Linked DNA regions of Pan troglodytes: region 1 is linked to region 2. The links are chromatin contacts, called in public HiChIP or PLAC-seq maps. All regions are on one chromosome and are shown on one strand. The core of a region is the stretch at or near the end of the contact, and the rest is flanking DNA. Distances in the headings are between cores, read along the strand shown.

Evidence for each region. HiChIP or PLAC-seq counts read pairs in DNA pulled down with a chosen protein or histone mark.
Region 1: an H3K4me3 HiChIP or PLAC-seq map of stem cell-derived excitatory neurons shows a contact between it and region 2, with 5 times the contacts expected there. The contact joins the promoter of LHFPL6 here to the promoter of NHLRC3 in region 2. A contact is called at or near these places in 1 of 7 Hi-C or Micro-C datasets (induced pluripotent stem cells) and 1 of 1 datasets of contacts at active chromatin or transcription factors (stem cell-derived excitatory neurons).

What each region holds. Positions count from the first base shown.
Region 1 is chr14:38,715,481-38,718,180 of NHGRI_mPanTro3-v2.0_pri, reverse strand. It overlaps LHFPL6 (LHFPL tetraspan subfamily member 6), which reads left to right and starts at 1,262. Exons shown (of 4, transcript XM_001147653.8): 1 at 1,262-1,715.
Region 2 is chr14:38,146,248-38,148,947 of NHGRI_mPanTro3-v2.0_pri, reverse strand. It overlaps NHLRC3 (NHL repeat containing 3), which reads right to left and starts at 1,330. Exons shown (of 7, transcript XM_509638.9): 1 at 903-1,330; 2 at 339-491; 3 at 1-63. The coding sequence starts at 986. It overlaps PROSER1 (proline and serine rich 1), which reads left to right and starts at 1,259. Exons shown (of 13, transcript XM_509637.9): 1 at 1,259-2,432. The coding sequence starts at 2,388.

The DNA of each region.
Region 1 (2,700 bases), core at 13-2,512, 570 kb before region 2:
GACTGTCCTGTGCACTGTATTTAGCAGAATCTCGGGTCTTTACCAACTAGATGCCAGTAATACTCCCCATTCATGGGTTATGATAATCAAAATTATCTTCAGACCTTGCCAAATATCCCTTTCCTTCTTCAGAATCGCTGTGGTAAAGCTTTATATGTCTGTGCATTTTTTTTTCTGGAAGCCTTATGAGTTTCATCGTATTTTTTAAAAGACCTGTGACCTCAAAAGGCTTGGAACCAATCACTTAAGGTCTTTCAAAATAATAATAAAAGAACACATATCTCCAGCTGTCGTTGTGGGAAAAATGTACACCATCACGGCTAATTAAAATGGTGCAGTCTGAAAATCTGCTATGAAATATATACCTACCAATTTATTACTTTCAACTCCTCTAAAAAGACACCTCACAAAAACTATATCTGCGAAACTGTCTACTTCAAAAACTGCTGTTCCCAGATGGCATACTTCTTAAAATACTGTCTTCAGCAAAGACTCCCACAGTCATCTACTGAATCTAGCTCTAAACTTCTAAAGGGGTTAGTGTTAATGACAAGTGGAAGAAGTCCTCAAGTCCAGAGGGGAACTAAAAATCAGTTGTTTCTCAGAAAAGAAATCAAACGATGGAATAAATTGCAAAATTGATCAGGAGGCAGGATGGAGGAGAAGGGAGGGAGGAAGTGAAGGGAAAGGGAGGGAGGGAGGGAGAGAGAGACAGAGAAACAGCAAGAGAGAGAGAGACCTTTGAAAGAGTGTATCTCTTGGGAGAGGCTCGCTAGAGGTCCGTCCCTGCCTTCTCCCTGGCTCGTCTGGAAAGGCAGCTGCCCCCATGCCATACATGAGCCTTGGGCTGTCTGCTGTGCTTTAATTCCCACGTCCACAACCGCCTCATTCACCGCCTTCCAAAGTGACCACTTCTCAAAAGACTCCTCAAATCTCAAAGGGGCCACTTTACCCACTCTTTAAGGCCTTCCTTCCCGTCTACGGCTTCTTTTAACGGCGGCAGGAAAACAGGAGCATAAACCCGAACAGTAAACCCAGAAAAGCCCCAACAGGCAAAATGTGTCATTTTCCGTGGCCCCTCGGGGTCACCCAGGAAGACAAGCAACTTTCTCCCATACTTCTCGGTCTGTCTGCCTTCCCCACTCAGCTTTGAATGAGACGCAGGGAGAGGGGGCGCGAGGGGGCTCGGGGCTAGGGGAGGAGCCGCGAAAGCTGCCCCCGGAGGTGGGCCTGGACCCGCGCGGACAGCGGGGCACCCCCCACTCCCTTCCCGGCGCTCCAGGAACGTCCCCGGTGCGTCCTGGGTCTGTCTGCGCGGAGTTCCCCGGGGCGCGAGGGGAGGGGACTGGAGAAAGAGGAGGGCCGGGCAGCGGAGGGGAGGAGGCGGTGCGTGCTTCGCCTGCCAAAGGGAGATCCGCTCCTCTGCGTGCGATCCCCGGCGCCCGCGCGCGCCCACAGCGCTCCGCCAGAGCCGCCGCCGCGGACTCGCAGGGAGTGGGGGTCTCCGCTGGTGCCAGCCCGCTTCTGGAGACCCTCCGCCTCCTGCCAACCCCTGCTCTTCCAGGTCGGGCCCCGGGGTTCTGCGGCTGTTAGGGACAGAGGCAAAGAAGGGCAGGACGGTCTGGTTTCCCGTGGATGTTCCCGCCCGAGAAAGACAGCAAGTTGTGTGTGCGCCCGGGACGCGGGAGGGAAGGTAGCCGCCGCCCGCCAGCCATGTAAGTAAATCACTCCGCTGCCCCGTGGGCGTGGGCTCCGCTGCTTTCTCCCGGGCTCCCTCTCTGCCCCGGAGCCGGAGTTGGGCTGCTCCCGGGCTCCGGACTTCCTGAGCTCGGCGGATCCGTCGGCTCTGCCTGCCAGCCGCGTCCGCTCTTGGCGTCTGCCTCCGGGGGGTGCTGCCTTCCCATCCTTATCCCCTCCCTTCGTCCAGAGCCGGCTGGAAAATGCCTCTTGCCCCCTTTTAGAATGGAGGGATCATTGTGTGTCTCCATGGGTGGAGTGGCTCGGTGAGGCAATGGCAGGGGGCTAAATATGGGCTTGTCTTGGCGAGGGCGCCTCACCGCAGTTGGAGATGAGGGCCGCCTGCCCGCAGGCCACCCCCTGCTGGTCTTCCCCAGCCTCGTGGCCCAGATAGATCAACTTCAGCCGCTGACTGCAGTTGACAAGATTAGAAAAAAAAGTAGTAGCCGACCTCCCGTTTGAGTGACATCCAGAACTGAAAATGGGCGGTGGTTAGAGAAAAAACGGGTAGGGGCGAGGTGAAGAAAGGCGGAAATTTGCTATGGACCCTGAAAGCTGGAGTTAGGGGTCCTGGGGGTGGAACTCTAGGGTGGATGGGCTCTGTGCTTCTGTATTCATTTCTTTATAGAAAGTGTGAGAAATGGTTAAGGAACTCTTTTTGAAAGGCTGGGGTGGAAGTAAATGCCCCTGGAACCATTTGGATGACTGGGGTTTGATGTAGAATACTGGGAAGTATGGATTGCTGTTCAGATTAGACAATCATTCGGGGGGGAAATGATTGCAATAAAACTGTTGGAATCAATGAATCAAAACTGCATACTCAAAATAAGTCATACACAGGCATTCTTTTACACTAGAAGATGTTAAGACTAAAGAAATTCTGAAATGCTGCTGAATGAGTACAAAGAGTGTCTGGTAATAGTTCTGTACTGTGTGTGCCTCCGCAGACCATAATGCTTGTTA
Region 2 (2,700 bases), core at 81-2,580:
CCAGGCTCGTAGGAAATATCCATCCTCTGTGAACACTAATATCTTTGGGATGTTATCCCCTCTCTGAAGGTATACAAAAAATAACTTCTTAGGATCAGTTTAAAGGAAAGGTAATCTGTATCTTGGCGAAGAAAAAAAATAACTGAGAATTTTACTACAAAAACCACTTTCAAAATCTAACATATCTTTCACATTCGAAACCAAAATACTTGAGACCAACTCAAAAATAAATTGCACAATTAGCATGATATAAACGCATATGGTCAGTTACTACAGCAAGACAGGAAGGCTGTTACTTCGTTTGTGTTCATAATTTTTTTAAATCTCTATTTACTTACTTGACCTATGTAAACCAATCCATTGAGGGAGTCAACTGCAACACAAAATGTTGTTCCGGTAAAATATTCTGGGTGCTTAGGCCAACCCACATCCAGCCGGTAAAGAATTTTCTCAGTTCTCCAGGAAACTGCAAAAGTAAAGTTCCTCAAAACCTTAAACAAAATCAGACAATTCAGATTTAGTTTACCCTCTAGGTAAGAACAGAAAAAGGGCGAGGGGGCGGGTAACAGGGCTTATTTTTAAGCATGCCTTGACAACTAGAAGTTTGCTGGACTGAAATAATTCCAAAGAAATGAGCTTAGATGCCTAAAGACCAACACGACCACAATACAAGTCTGCAAATTATTTGAGGATGTAGTAAGAGTTGGGAAAGAGGAAAATGGCGATGTAACATACACAAATTTTTAAACTCAAAGGGTCAAGGCAGTCTGGACCCAGGTGCAGGCTTTGAGACAAGCTACTGAGGGAACCAGGGCCTGCCACCTCCATGCCACGACCGTGGCGACGCCTCCCAACAGGGCCATCCGCACACCCGACAGTCCTTTCCTCACTACCCAACTCACTGGAGAGCCACAAAAACGCGAATGCAAAACCAAAAATGCAAGAAAGAAGCCAGCACCGGCTACGCAGACCCAGAATCTCGCCATGACCAGACGGGAAGCCAGGCGAGGGAGGGTCCGCAGGTGTCTGGGGGAGGACCTGACAGCCTCAGGCTGCAACGGTTTGCAGCGGCACAGAGGGTCTGCCCGGGGCCCGAAGACGCTATCTCCGGTTTCCCCTCCCTGGATGCACGAGCTTTGAGTACGAAAGCTCAAAGAACAGAGACCAGGGCGAATGAAAATCACACAAGACCAGTTCCGGACTTCGTGTGCATTTCGGGGTCCCCGCCCTCATGTCAGGTGCTTCGGGCTGACCCAGTGACCACCCTTTCCCGCCCTCAGGGCAGTCCGCGCCGCTGACTTCCAGTGGCCACCAAAGTATGGGCGCCCGTAGATATGCCTTAATGGCTCGCCATTTATTCTTTTTAATCCAGACGGCAAAATCAAAACATTGCACACTCAGACACGAGGTATGGTGGGGATGTCATTCAAAATAATGACCGCTAGGCTTCGGGAAGGATTTTTGCCACATCCTATTCCTACCATCCAGGCATCCGCTATGGATGCCTATATTCCCACACCAGGACCCCACCTCTGGCTTTCAGGAAAGAGGGGCCCAAGCTGGCGGCGCAGTGTTGAGTTTACTTGCGCGCGACTGGCTTTATTGTAGGTCCCCATGAGCTGGTGGGGGCTGTAGGGGTAACCAGGCAGGGCGCCTGGCGCTGTTGGGGCTGCGTTTTTCCGGAGTCCCCCTATGCGAGGCCGTGCCCCTCTTCGCCCGGCTCCCGGTGCTCCCCAGCCGCCGGCCCGCTCCCGGAAGCTGCAGCAGCTGGTAACAAAGAGCCTGCCGGGCCGCCTGCCGCCGGGGCCGAGGTATCCAGGAGTCGGGCGGAGTGGCTGGGGATGAGCGCGAGCCGGACCATGCGTCCGGGTTCGCGGCGGTGAGGGTCGCGGCCGGCGGTCGAGGCGCAGGTGCGGGTCGAGAGACCGGCGCCTCCCTCCCCGCCGCCCGTGGACTCTGAGCGCAGGTGTTTCTACTCTGCCGGCCGCTCCACCTGGGAAAGCGGCTTCAAGAGCTACCTCTGGCGGCACCTGGCCCTCAGCTGCAGGGAAACCGCACTCAAACCTGCCGCCGAGCCCGGGTTTTTCTGCAAAACTCAGAGGACCTGGCTCTTGCCCGAGGTGCCCTGAACCATTGTGTGAATAAGCTGGGGAAGCCTGACTGGAGTGTTTTTTCTTTTTAATAAAAAAAGTTTTTCTGAGTCTCAGTTTTTAGAAATTTTTTTGCGAAGTTTGCAATACTCTCTACCTCTTCGCATCCTCTCTTGCTCGTGGAGTCTTTTTCCTCCTCAGCTATAAATATTTTTTACTATCGGCGGAGCAGACCAGGGATGAACGTCTTTTAATTGCAAGTATAACTGTTAAAACCACGTCGGGATAGTAGTCAAGATGGATAAAAAGTCCTTTGAAATGGTGCTGGATGAAATTAGAAAGGTAATTACACTCGATTCCATGAATTATTTTATGAGATGAATTCTCGTGATTTAGACTCTCTTTGAGGTACTGTATGGAGATTGTGCAGAATAAGGGTCCTAGGATTGCCAAATTGGTTTGAATTCTCACGTGTAATGGAGGAGTTTATATCTTGATACGTTTCCAGTACAAATAGAAATTAAGTTACGTTAACGCCACATTTGAGACTCAGCACGGTGTCGTGGGAATTACATTTGTAAAGCCCTCGGTTCCGAAGCCGGCTTTACAA